3 separate regions of the Mus musculus genome follow, and regions 1 and 3 are each linked to region 2. Evidence: chromatin contacts called from public HiChIP or PLAC-seq data. All regions are on one chromosome and are shown on one strand. The core of a region is the stretch at or near the end of the contact, and the rest is flanking DNA. Distances in the headings are between cores, read along the strand shown.

Region 1 (4,000 bases), core at 942-3,441, 240 kb after region 2:
AGCAAGGTGGTGGTGGCAGCAGCAATAGCAGTTGTGATGCTTTGTGTGTGTGTATGTACATGTGTGCATTGGAATGTCATGCATTATGTCAGAATGGTTTGATTGATTCTAAAAAAAAAATGTTTTACGAAGTTTCCTGTGTTTGAGGCTTGGCTACCAGCTGACAGATTTTTGATAAATGAATCAGAATGCAAGCTCTGATTTAATTAATAGATTAATCCATGGGACTCTTAGCTGAATGAATTATTAAATGGGCTCTCAGAGGGAATAGATTGCTGGGGGATTGCTTTTAATGGATATATTTGTTCCTATGTGACCTATCCACCACGAGGTGAGCCACGTTGCTCTGCCATGTTTTGCACAATACTTTGCCTCACCTTGCACAGACCCAGCAGCAGTGGAGTCACGTGACTATGCACTGAAGCCCCTCAACATTTGAGCCCAATTTATCTTTCTTCCCTTAAGTCGTTTTGCTCACATTTCGACACAGCAACCGAAAATGACTAATACAGACCTGGCAGAAATATTACAACATAGGAAGCCATTAAATCAATTTTTATATGGATATAAGAATTACTGAGTATTTTAAGGTACTATTGCAACATTTATAGGCGAAAGAATAGACATTAAGATATCAAGGAAGGGGAAAATAGAATATAGTTTTATAAAGGGATAAAAGGGACGTTGTAATCGGAGGAATGATGGGGTAGGACTGGGAGGGCTGGGGAGAGGAGGAACTGTGCCAAGGACCATCAACACTAAAGGCCTTTGAGAAGTCGTATGGAATTCTACTACTGTAGAAGCTTTCTAAGATGTATATTTATATACAGAGTTTAAATGGAGTTAGCATATCATGGGGCAGGGGGATCAGTATCTCAACTAGACATCATATACTACCACATACAACTCCCAGCACCAGGAGTGAGTAACATCATTTTGAATTATTGGCCAAAGGGATCCCATAGACCCCCACAAACATTGCAGGGTATTGCTCCTCCACGACCGGACAGTAAGCCCCTATTGCTGAAGGCTACAAATATTTATAGAGTATCAAGGGGTCCAGATGGTCCTTAAGTGGAAACTTTACTCCTACTGGCTAGTGTTCACATAATAATCCTTTATGATATTCTCAAAATAAAGTATAGGCTTGGGAATTCTGTCCCTATTTTGACTGCTCAGGTCTTCCAATCCCCTTACTGAGGATTCCCATGTGTATGTAAACTGTAGTATCCAGTGGAAAGACAAATGAGTTCATTCTTGGCGCATCTAATCTTTGTCCCTTCCCTCCCCACCCACCTGTTGTTCCATAAAGCGCAGGAGAGGGTGAGAGAGAACAAAAGAGGGTCAGCGGAAAGGACTGGTTACAGAATTGCAGCACTGAGCAGGGAGCAAAGGATACATTTGCTCCAAGTACAAACTGAAATACTGGCTACATTTTATTGTAACCAGAGGAGGGGTGGGGGGTGGGGGTGGGGTGAGGGGGCAATGGAAATGCTAACTACTTGCATTGTCTAAGTAAGAACATTTGCTTGCCATGTATGCTGTCTGTATTCATCAAAGTTTTCCCCTATCCTTCATTTACACTCTAAAACAAATGATTTTTTTTTTCTTTTGCAAGGAGAACAAGAATGTGGATTGCGTCATAGTAAACGCTGTTTATAGACGTAACATTAACAAGTTCCATTCGGCCACTTGCAGAGACAACGGTAAAGCAGAAGCCCAAATTTTCATAAGTCTCTTGTTTATGCTCATATCTTGCACTGTTTACTGTCTTCCAAACACCAGAACCAAGCACAGTGTCTGGCTTTCAGAGAGATTAACTATCATTTACTAAGTAAATGAGTGAACAATGTTTATAAACTGGGGTAGCACTGACATTCGTCCTTTGGTTTTTGGTTATTATGTTGTAGGTTACATGTACCATGTTGTTCTTACACATTGGTAAACATGAGAAACAGATTTAAATCTGGAGCCAGACCCTCTGTGTTTCTTAAGACCATTTCCTCATCTTTCGTGTTTATCAGTTAGCACAACAGTTCTTGTTAGAGGGTGGCTTTATTAGGCAAAGTGACTCAAAATGAAGAAGTCTCAGTCCCGGGTAACTTTTTTTTTTTTAAAGTCAGACCCAAACGGAAGTGAGTATGAGGTGAATCTCAGGAACTTGAAGTAGAGCAGAGATGAGAAGCAGGAAGCAACATACTATCAAGCTACCGATGGGAACACATTTGTGTCATGTGAGTAGACATGACAGAAACAGCTTTCCTTAAATTATTTGTGGCAATAGTGATCACCTTCATTTTAGTCCTGCCAGAATTTTTCAAGACACCAAAAGGTAAGTAAACCATTGCAATCCAGCTCTCGTTTCTTACTTTAGAGCACATTGTCAGCGAGTGGTGACAGACGAGATCTTTTGGGGTGTATGCAGCATGAGCTGAAGTTCGGTGAGTGAACTGCCTTAAGTGAAACGAGATACCAATTTTTAGTTGCCTGTTATCTAGCATAGTGGCCTTAGGACTTAGTTATGTTACAATTGAAAATGTAAAGAAATATTTAAAGTCTGATTTTCGATTCCAGACACGGGACTTAAGAGAATAGCATCTTATGAGTTTGTTCTTTGAAACTGTTTCCTTCTTTCAAAATAATCATATATATCTGCTTTTATATTCTGGAACTTACTAAGGGAACGGACATTTATTTATTTTAAAATGAGCCATTTGATCACAAGGTGAGACTAATAATTTCCTGCTGATCTTAGAAAAATAGGAGTAAATTTTAGTATTTTTAATATGCAGTAAAACCAGATGGGTACAAATATAGGCAGGTATGTGTGTGTTTGGGAGCATTGGGAACAAGGCAAAACCCACTCTGAGAGCCCTTCAAAGAATTGTTATATATTTGTTGAAACTTCAGGGTAGAGAAACAAAAAAATAAGGGAATTTAAATTATTTTTTATATATTATTAAAAGATTGGAAAACATGTTATTGTGGGTGTTTAAGTGATAATTGTGTTCATTAGCCTTTAATAAGAAGGTTAAAAAAAAAACTCCACTGTTCTATTACTAAATAGGAATCATATAAATTTACGAAAACTAGAGAAAAACTTATATTTGATATCTCGCTGCAATGAATATTTATTGTCGAATATATGCAAAGATATGTATTCAGATAAAAATACTTTTGCTAATTATATTTGATGACATACTGCAATGATTATTTAATGTTGCATATTAAATGATGCTAAGTAGCCAGATAAAAATATTTTTGCTAAATAAACACTGTAACTGCAATTTTTACGAATGATCGAATTAAAATTTTTTTCTTTTGGTTTGGTTTTTTAAAAATATATATATATTGAGCACGTATAGTGTATATTTTTGATACTTATTTTCACCCGCTGAAAATGTGTCCTAAAGAAAATAGAATAAAGACAAGTTATTTTTAAGATATTTTGGGCTTAGAGTAGCAACATGTTTTTAGCTATCTAAGCTAGGCCTTCTCTGTGTTTATATTCCTATTACTTTGACCAATTAGTTTGCATCTAATGAATATCAGGTAACTGGCACACACTGTTTGCTAAGTTGGTCAGTGCTTTAAGAGTCTATTAAGGATTGTGAGGAGGAGGGAAAAGACAGAAGAATTGTTCTTTTGACCACTAGTTCTTGCTACAGGTGACACCAGAAGACCAGTGTGGCCCAGGAAAATTCAGAGAGGTGCATGGTGGGCACCTCAGTGGGCCTTTGATTTTGTAAGCAGAAGGATTCGGTTTTTTGTTTGTTTGGTTGGTTAGTTTGGTTTGTTTTTCAAAATACACTTCAGCTGAACTTGCCTGGCCAGAGAGCCAGTCTGTTCTTCATGTTGACAAGAGCCATTTATAAGATTTGTTTTCTCAGCTGCCACTGTGCTTCATTGCTTGTCCTAAACCAGAAGGAACCACTTCTGTTTTCTGGTTGGAGCGTTCTGGTTGGAGCCAGCATCAACGGTTGTTTCCATTCTTTGGGAT
Region 2 (3,564 bases), core at 135-2,634:
AGTTCAAGGCCAAAGTTTGATACTGCCCTCTACACTAAATTCTTTGATAGTCACGTTTTCTCTTAAAGTTATATGCAATTGTTAATTTCTATTCCACAACCAGGTTGCTCATTTACTCATAGGAAACTTGCTGGCCAGGTGTGGGCTACCACCCCTATAATCCCAGCAGTGGGGTGGTGGAGGCAGGCCCACTAGAGTTTCATAGCAAGAGCAGCTTCCAAAGCTTGCTTATCCTAAATCTTTTCTTGTTTTTTTTTTTTTTTTCCCCTGTGTGGGCGTGTCTTGGTTATGTCAAAGATTTGACTATTCTTTAAGAGACTTAATGAAGCTTTAGGAAGGAATTAAGGGGCTAGTTTTCTTCCTTCCTTCCTTCCTGTCTTTCTTTCTTAGATTTATTTATTATATGTAAGTACACTGTAGTTGACCTCAGACACTCCAAAAGAGGGCATCAGATTTCATTACGGATGGTTTTGAGCCACCATGTGGTTGCTGGGATTTGAACTCAGGACCTTTGGAAGAGCAGTCAGTGATCTTAACCGCTGAGCCATCTCTCCAGTCCCGGGGGCTAGTTCTCTTAGCTTGGTAGTTTTAGAGCAAAGACATTGGGGCTGAGGGTTGCCCAGTTGGTTGCATGCATTCACAGTAGCTCTGAGTTTGATCCCTTGCATCGTGTAAAGCAGGAGTGTTGGCATATATCTGAGATTTCAGCGTTTGGGAGGCAGTAGAGAAATCAGAAGTTCAAGGTCATTCTCAGCTACATAAGGAGTTTGGGACCTGGACAAGTCACATGATCTTCTGCCTCAGAAAAACAACCCCCCCAAACAAACAAAATGCCTTTACTGTAAACAGTCCGTTAAATGCAAACATATACCCACGTGATGGAAGGTTCCCTGAAAGTTGTTCTCTGACCACAGCTTGTCATTCCATCTTCAATAGATAAATGTATTAAAAAGTTAAAAAAAATGTCCATTCACTAAGGGTCTGTTAGTTTGAGCCAAAATCAATAGGTCAAACATTAAAAATAAAATAAATCAGTGTAAAGTTTGATGAGAACAGTTGACCTTTGCGGGGCGCATCGAATACACTTCATCCTACCGTGGTGGCAGTAAGAACTTCTGGAAGCGGCTACAGAGCACTGCCCTTGCAGCACGTGCGTGTACTGCAGGAAGGAAGCCACCTGGGAACCCGGCTTAGAGGAAGTCAGCCTCAGATCCCAAATTGGGCGTCTCCCGGCCACGATCGCACGCGCACTCGCCGTCCTACAAGGTAGCAACCCTCCGGTTGCTAGGGCTGTGGTCCTGCACCCAGTGCGCAGCTCCCGCCTCGGGGCGGGGCCGCGGGGAACGCGCGCCTCCGACGTCATCGCCGCGCGCCGCCGCCCGCGCTTCTGCTACTTCGCGGGAGAAGTTGTTGGCGCCAATGGATCCCGAGCCCCGATAACGAATTACCCCAGCCACGGGCCTGCCCACCTGCTCCTGTTCGGTCGTGGGGCTGCGATGGTGAGCCGCCCGGGAGGCCGTGCAGCTACAGAGGCTTTGCAGGCGGGGGTGTGAACGGGGCGCCGCCGCGGTGCGGGATGGGGAGGACGATGCAGAGGGCTCCGAGGGGCCCGGCTTAGGGTGCGGGGCGCACCAGGGACGCAGCTGCAGGGAGGTGGCTGCTACGCGGCAATTTCACATCCCCACCCCCCCGACTCTTGGGGGAAGGGAGGAAGGAAGAAGAAAGTTGATTTGGACGGGGCGTTAAAAGTTACTTTCGTGTACAGCCTTGTCCCAAATCATCTCTGTTGGAGTGCTTCCTAAAGTCCCGACTTCAAGCTTTGCGTGGAAGAATGTCACACTTGGCTTTCGCAGGGAGAAGTTTGCTCGGGCCTTCAGCTTGAATCAGCTTCCTGGAAGCGAGTGTCAGCTGTGACACAAGGAAGTTTATTTGTTTATTTTGTTTAGAATAATTTATAGGAGTTGAGCGGATCCTGGTTTACCAGGAATAAAAACACGGCGAGTACAGACGGATGTTCTGTATTTGACAGCTGTCATCTCTTATCACCTGTTACGATAAGTAGTTTTTTTTTTTTTTAAACCTCAGTTCCAACTTCAATAATTCAATGTAGTGGACATTCAAATAGTTTGAAAGTGAAATTGTTTGAAAGTCCCTGGCATAGGAGACAGATACAAGTTGGAAATAATTTTTAATTTACTGGACCACTGAAGATGTTCAGCTAATCTACAAGATATTTAACAATCACACTTACACACACTTTTATTATTCTTAAGCTTGTCAGAACACCAGCATGCAGGGGAGAAAAGTGTTACACCAAACTGGAAAAAGTTTCAGCTCTCTGTTTTTTATTCTTTGGGGAAAAAAGATAGTGATGGTAGCCACCCAGAGTCGGCCTTTTTATTTTCGGGATAATATGTGAGTTTGCTTTAAATACCGTCTAGAAATTCATCTGAAGTGTTGTTTTGGAAAATATTTATTCTTATTTTAGTTATGTGTATCTGTGTTTGTATATGCACACATAGTTTGTGTATGCACACATATGTTTGAAGGCCCATGGTAGCCAGAAGAGTGTGTCAGATCCTCCAGAGGTGGTGTTACAGGTGGTTTTGAGCTGCTTTCTGTGGGTGTTAGTTCTGGAAGTCAGGGTCTCTGCAAAGAACAATATGCACTCTTAACCACTGAACCATTTGTTCAGCCCCCAAGTCCAATACATTCTTATTTGACTTGTAACGTGTATGTTGTGTCTGAGTATATTTCTGTGACTATGCATGCCTGATGCCATCAGAGGCCAGAAGAGGGTGTTGAACCCTTTGGAATTGGAGTTGAACTCATGTCCTCTGAAAGAGCAGCAAGTACTCTAACTCCTGAGACATCTCTTCAGTCATACCTCTCCAGTTCATTGGTGGTGCATGACTTTAATCACAGCACCTGGGAGGCAGAGGCAGGTGGATCTCTATAAGTTTGAGGCCAGCCAGCTCTACAGAGTGAGTTCCGGTACAGCCAAGGCTACACAGAGAAATCCTGTTTTGAATAAATTACGTGTACAAGTGTTTTGTCTGCATGCGTGTATGTGCAGTGCATGCAGCCCTGGTCCCAAGAAGGTCAGAAGAGGGCATTGGGTCCCCTGGTACTGGCGTCATACATGGGTGTGAACCATCACGTGGGTGGTGGAAACTGAAGCCAGGTCCTTTGCAAGAGCAGCAAGTGCTCCCAATCACTGGACACATCTCAAGCCTCCCAAGTTCTTCGTGGTTGTTGTTGTTGTTTTGTTTTTTTGAGACAGGGTCTCTCTCTATGTAGTCCAGGCTGTTCTAGAGCTTACTATGTAGAGCAGGCTGGCCTTGAACTAACAAGAGATGCTTCTGCCTCTGCCTCCTGAGTGCTGGGATTAAAGTCCCATGCCTTCATGCTCAGCTCCAAGTTTATTGTTTTGAAGGAAGATTTGGGTAATAGTGCCATGTGTCAGGTCTTGAAATTACAGTGTAATTATAGATTAGGCTGGTGTGAACTCATGATCCTCTTGCCTTAACTCACAGTCCAGTTTTTTAACAGTAAAGATACCTT
Region 3 (3,690 bases), core at 945-3,444, 180 kb before region 2:
AGTCTGTCCTGGTCTTCTGAACTCTGACCAGAATGGCCTCATTAGCTAGCTCCGCTTCCCATATTTAGGTGTTCTCTACCCTGAAAATGCCCCACATTCTTTCTGAATAGCCAGTCCAGATCTTAAATACCATGTGATCACTGCTGTGATATCCCACTCCTGGTACCAGTTTTCTGTGTTTACTAATTTTCTTTTTACAGTCATAGGATGCCCTATCAGTTTAAGGAAGGAAGGGCTCCTCTAGGGACCATTGCAAGAGCAACTCTACCTATGGACGTAGGACTCTGAGTCAGCAGTCACATCACATCTGCCACCAGGAAACCAGAGGGAAATGCCTGAGCTTTGCTGGCTTCTTCCTCTGTCCCCTTACTGTTCAGTGCTGGACTGTGGAATGGTGTAAGTCACCATTCCACACTCAGAGTTGGTAATTCTTTTTCTCTAAAACCCCCCTGGGAAAAAAAATCTTCACAGACATACCCAGAGATATGTTTCCCAGATTCTAAATCAAATCAAGTGGACAATGAAAATTAACCATCACAGACTATTGTCAGAAACCCACCAGTAAACTGAGGTTTCGTGACTTTTCCCTCTGAAATGGGGATAATCTTGTGCACATAAACATGGTGTAAATACAAAATATGGTTATAACACAAAAGGCACCATGTCTCTACAGAGGCAGAAAGTGACCAGAATACAAATTTCTTGATTCTGAAATTTCTCCTCTAGCCCAAGTTCTTTTTTTTTTCTTTTCCAAGCGTTTCCTTGCTGTCTGGAGAGTTTTTTTTTTTTTAAGATTTATTTATTTATTATATATATGTAAGTATACTGTAGCTGTCTTTAGACACCCCAGAAGAAGCACCAGATCTCATTACAGATGGTTGTGAGCCACCATGTGGTTGCTGGGATTTGAACTCACAACCTTCAGAAGAGCAGTCAGTGCTCTTAACCGCTGAGCCATCTCTCCAGCCCTCTAGCCCAATTTCTAATCAAGACTTTGAACAAAAGTACACCATGACAAATTTTAAAATGTACACTTCCACAATGCACTCAGCAATTCAAAGTGAATGAGAAAGGGAGGGGCACTGAGGTAGTACTGAAAAATGTGAAGTCAATAAAACAGGCATAGAAACCAGAAAGCTGCAAGAGGCAGTAAGGAGAAGCAGGCAGAGGGAAAAAAACAAGAGAAAACAAATGACTGGGGACTGATTTCTTTGCCACGGTCCTTGGCTGTGCTGTACCAAGAAACTCATTTATAAAGGGAGAAGACTAGAAATGCATCAGGATCGGTGAGGAAGGAAGACAAGAATGAGGGGTTGGGTTCCCATGGCTATGCAAAGCTGTTTTGATTGGTAGGAAGGAAGCAGTGACTGTGTCTGCGCACCTCCTCAGGGGAGACTCAGGGGTTGAAGGGATGCTGAAGGACGGTAAACTGAGCTGGCATGGGTTGTTTGATTTTAGTAACTTGATTGTCTAGACAGGGTTGACAGGGATGTGTTTCGGGATGGCTTTGAACTTCCATGGTAAAGGACAACCTGATCCTCCTGCCTTTATCTCCCAAGATCTAAGATTACAACACTGTGCCACCACAGTCTATTGTCCCACCACATCTAGTGCTTGGTGGGCTTTTTGTTATTGTATTTAGTGTGTGCATGCACACACCACTGCATCCCAGCACATATGGGGTTTTGGGAGTTGGGTGTCTCCCTCCATCATAGGGATCCCAGAAATCGAACTCAGATTCTCCGGGATGTCAGAAAGCACTTTTATCCACAGAGCAGTTCGGTGACCCAAGTGATGCATTTTTATTTGTTTAATTGTTGTTTGATTTTTTTTTCTAGTGGGTGTAAGGGGTGTCTGTGTGACCATATATGGGTGTGAATGGGCAGATGTCCACAGTGGCCAGAAGAAGAGCTTGGATTGTCTGAAAGAGCAGCAGGTGTCCAAACTTTGAGCTATCTCTCCAGTCCACTTGATGCACATTTTAAAAAGGTGCTTCTCTCTCTCTCTCTCTCTCTCACACACACACACACACACACACACACACACACACACACACACACACACACACACACTCGGGGAGCCAGAGAGCTGTTTAGGATATGATTTAAGTTTCAGGAAGCGTCCTGTGGTTGACATCTGTTCATCGGTTACTCTTTGTTAATCACCTTGGGAAGGAAACAGGATCTGAAAGTCACTGACGTGTCCAAAGCAAATACAATATGTTTGGTGTGTAGCTGTGTCTCAGAATATGGAGAGAGTCATAGTTGGGGGTCTTGGGAAAGTATGTGAACTGTGTCACAAAGATCAAATATTCCAACTAGATGATGGAGCATTGCACTGGAGGTTGAACCATCTGGGCAGAACAGTTCCTCAATAACCAGTCTTCTGTCAAACTGACATTTCAGACAATCAAGTCCTACTTCCTTTTCAAAGACTTATTTAAAAAGTGTCTTTGTGTACAGTAGGGGAGAGGAGGCTCCTGAGTGTGCCACAGCCCATTTCCTGCTGAGCCAGTTCTACTCCTTGCCTGTGCAATGAGTGACACAGAAGACCAGTAGGTGCTGACGATTGAGCCAAGCATGTAGGCTACCAGCCTCTTCCACTCTCTCCAGCTCTCACCTTTTATTTCCACATAGTACAGGCTAGACTTGAGCTCATGATCTTCTGCCTAAAGCCTTTGAGATTTATTTTTTAAATCTTTTTTTTTTTTGAGTCCTCTTTCTCATCCCTTATTAGGAGGAAGGAGAGATCCAAGGAATACAATTTGAAGCTAGTGTCCATCTGAGTTCATGGGGAATTCCCATCGCCAGTTAGTTATTCTGTAATGGCCTCAAGCACTTTGCAGGGACAGAAGAAAAATCATAAGGAACCTATTAACTGAACAGGGTCCTCATGATGACTAAGAACACATTGTTCAGTGTGAACTTAGTGTCTGATGTCTTTTTAAAAAGTCATTAAAGCGAGTCCTTGTGAAGTAGATTTATATATGACTATTAGTGTAACTGCATACAGAGTTAAAGTCCAGAATGCCAGAATGTTACTAGAGACCAGAGGTTTTTAGACCTTTTAGACTTTTGCAGAAATTTTCTTTCTTTCTTTTTGGTAAATGGGGCATTTGTTTTGTTTGGAAGTTTGCTTGAGACGGGGGTTTTACTAATATAGCACTGGCTGGCCTGAAGCTGGCTACGTGTAGACCAGGCTGGCCTTCAACTCACCAAGATTTGTCTGCCTCAGCTTCACAGATGATGGGATATGTGCTACCATGCCCAGCTTAAAAATGGTTTTTGTTAGCATATATGGTGAAAAATTCTTAAGAAGTCTCTCTCCAAGAGCAACAGATTAAAATTAAGAACACAGTCAACTTCAGTGATGTGTACTGGCTTTTCTCCACTCTTAGAGGTTCTGTTCTGAAAACCACAGGACCTCCACTAGGGCTGATTGAGAAGACCCAAAGGAAAAGGATGCCCACGGACAGGAGAGTTGTACATCTGAGTGCGGTGAACTAGATAGAGGCTGGCTGTTGTAGGACAGGATCATGGCCAGGAGCACAGTGCTTCATGGGTGTAATAAAGGGAGGTCCCAAAGGACTGGCAATGAACTCTTGCTGGCTTCCCTTCAGGAATGCAAAGTGAAGTTCAAACTAGCAGTTAGGTTAACCCTTGCCTCGTCTCTATTATATTTCCCATTTGT

The links. HiChIP or PLAC-seq counts read pairs in DNA pulled down with a chosen protein or histone mark.
Region 1: a contact with region 2 is called in an RNA polymerase II HiChIP or PLAC-seq map of embryonic stem cells, with 15 read pairs. The contact joins the promoter of Tmem156 here to the promoter of Rfc1 in region 2. A contact is called at or near these places in 15 of 39 promoter capture datasets (3T3-L1-derived adipocytes, the C10 cell line, the HPC-7 cell line and 11 more), 2 of 484 Hi-C or Micro-C datasets (CD4 T cells and embryonic stem cells), 4 of 115 datasets of contacts at active chromatin or transcription factors (effector CD8 T cells, embryonic stem cells and memory CD8 T cells) and 2 of 9 other capture datasets (adipose tissue and liver).
Region 3: a contact with region 2 is called in an H3K4me3 HiChIP or PLAC-seq map of the 230-238 cell line, with 20 read pairs. The contact joins the enhancer-like site here to the promoter of Rfc1 in region 2. A contact is called at or near these places in 1 of 15 datasets of contacts at CTCF or cohesin (CD8 T cells), 14 of 484 Hi-C or Micro-C datasets (CD8 T cells, the G1E-ER4 cell line, embryonic stem cells and 1 more), 7 of 115 datasets of contacts at active chromatin or transcription factors (the 230-238 cell line, embryonic stem cells, memory CD8 T cells and 2 more) and 3 of 9 other capture datasets (adipose tissue, liver and pancreatic islet).

What each region holds. Positions count from the first base shown.
Region 1 is chr5:65,089,800-65,093,799 of GRCm38.p6, reverse strand. Tmem156 (transmembrane protein 156) reads left to right here and starts at 2,191. Exons shown (of 6, transcript NM_001370814.1): 1 at 2,191-2,332. The coding sequence starts at 2,245.
Region 2 is chr5:65,333,459-65,337,022 of GRCm38.p6, reverse strand. It overlaps Rfc1 (replication factor C (activator 1) 1), which reads left to right and starts at 1,384. Exons shown (of 25, transcript NM_001347357.1): 1 at 1,384-1,499. The coding sequence starts at 1,497.
Region 3 is chr5:65,513,600-65,517,289 of GRCm38.p6, reverse strand. It overlaps a transcript of Smim14 not described here. Among named protein-coding and RNA genes, the nearest start is that of Ube2k, 22 kb to the left of the region's middle. Within about 2 kb of position 2,194, at least 101 of the 459 cell types and tissues checked have an H3K27ac peak or open chromatin away from gene starts, as enhancers often do. A contact at or near this core is called in the 230-238 cell line, CD8 T cells, adipose tissue and 3 more, where this site is marked.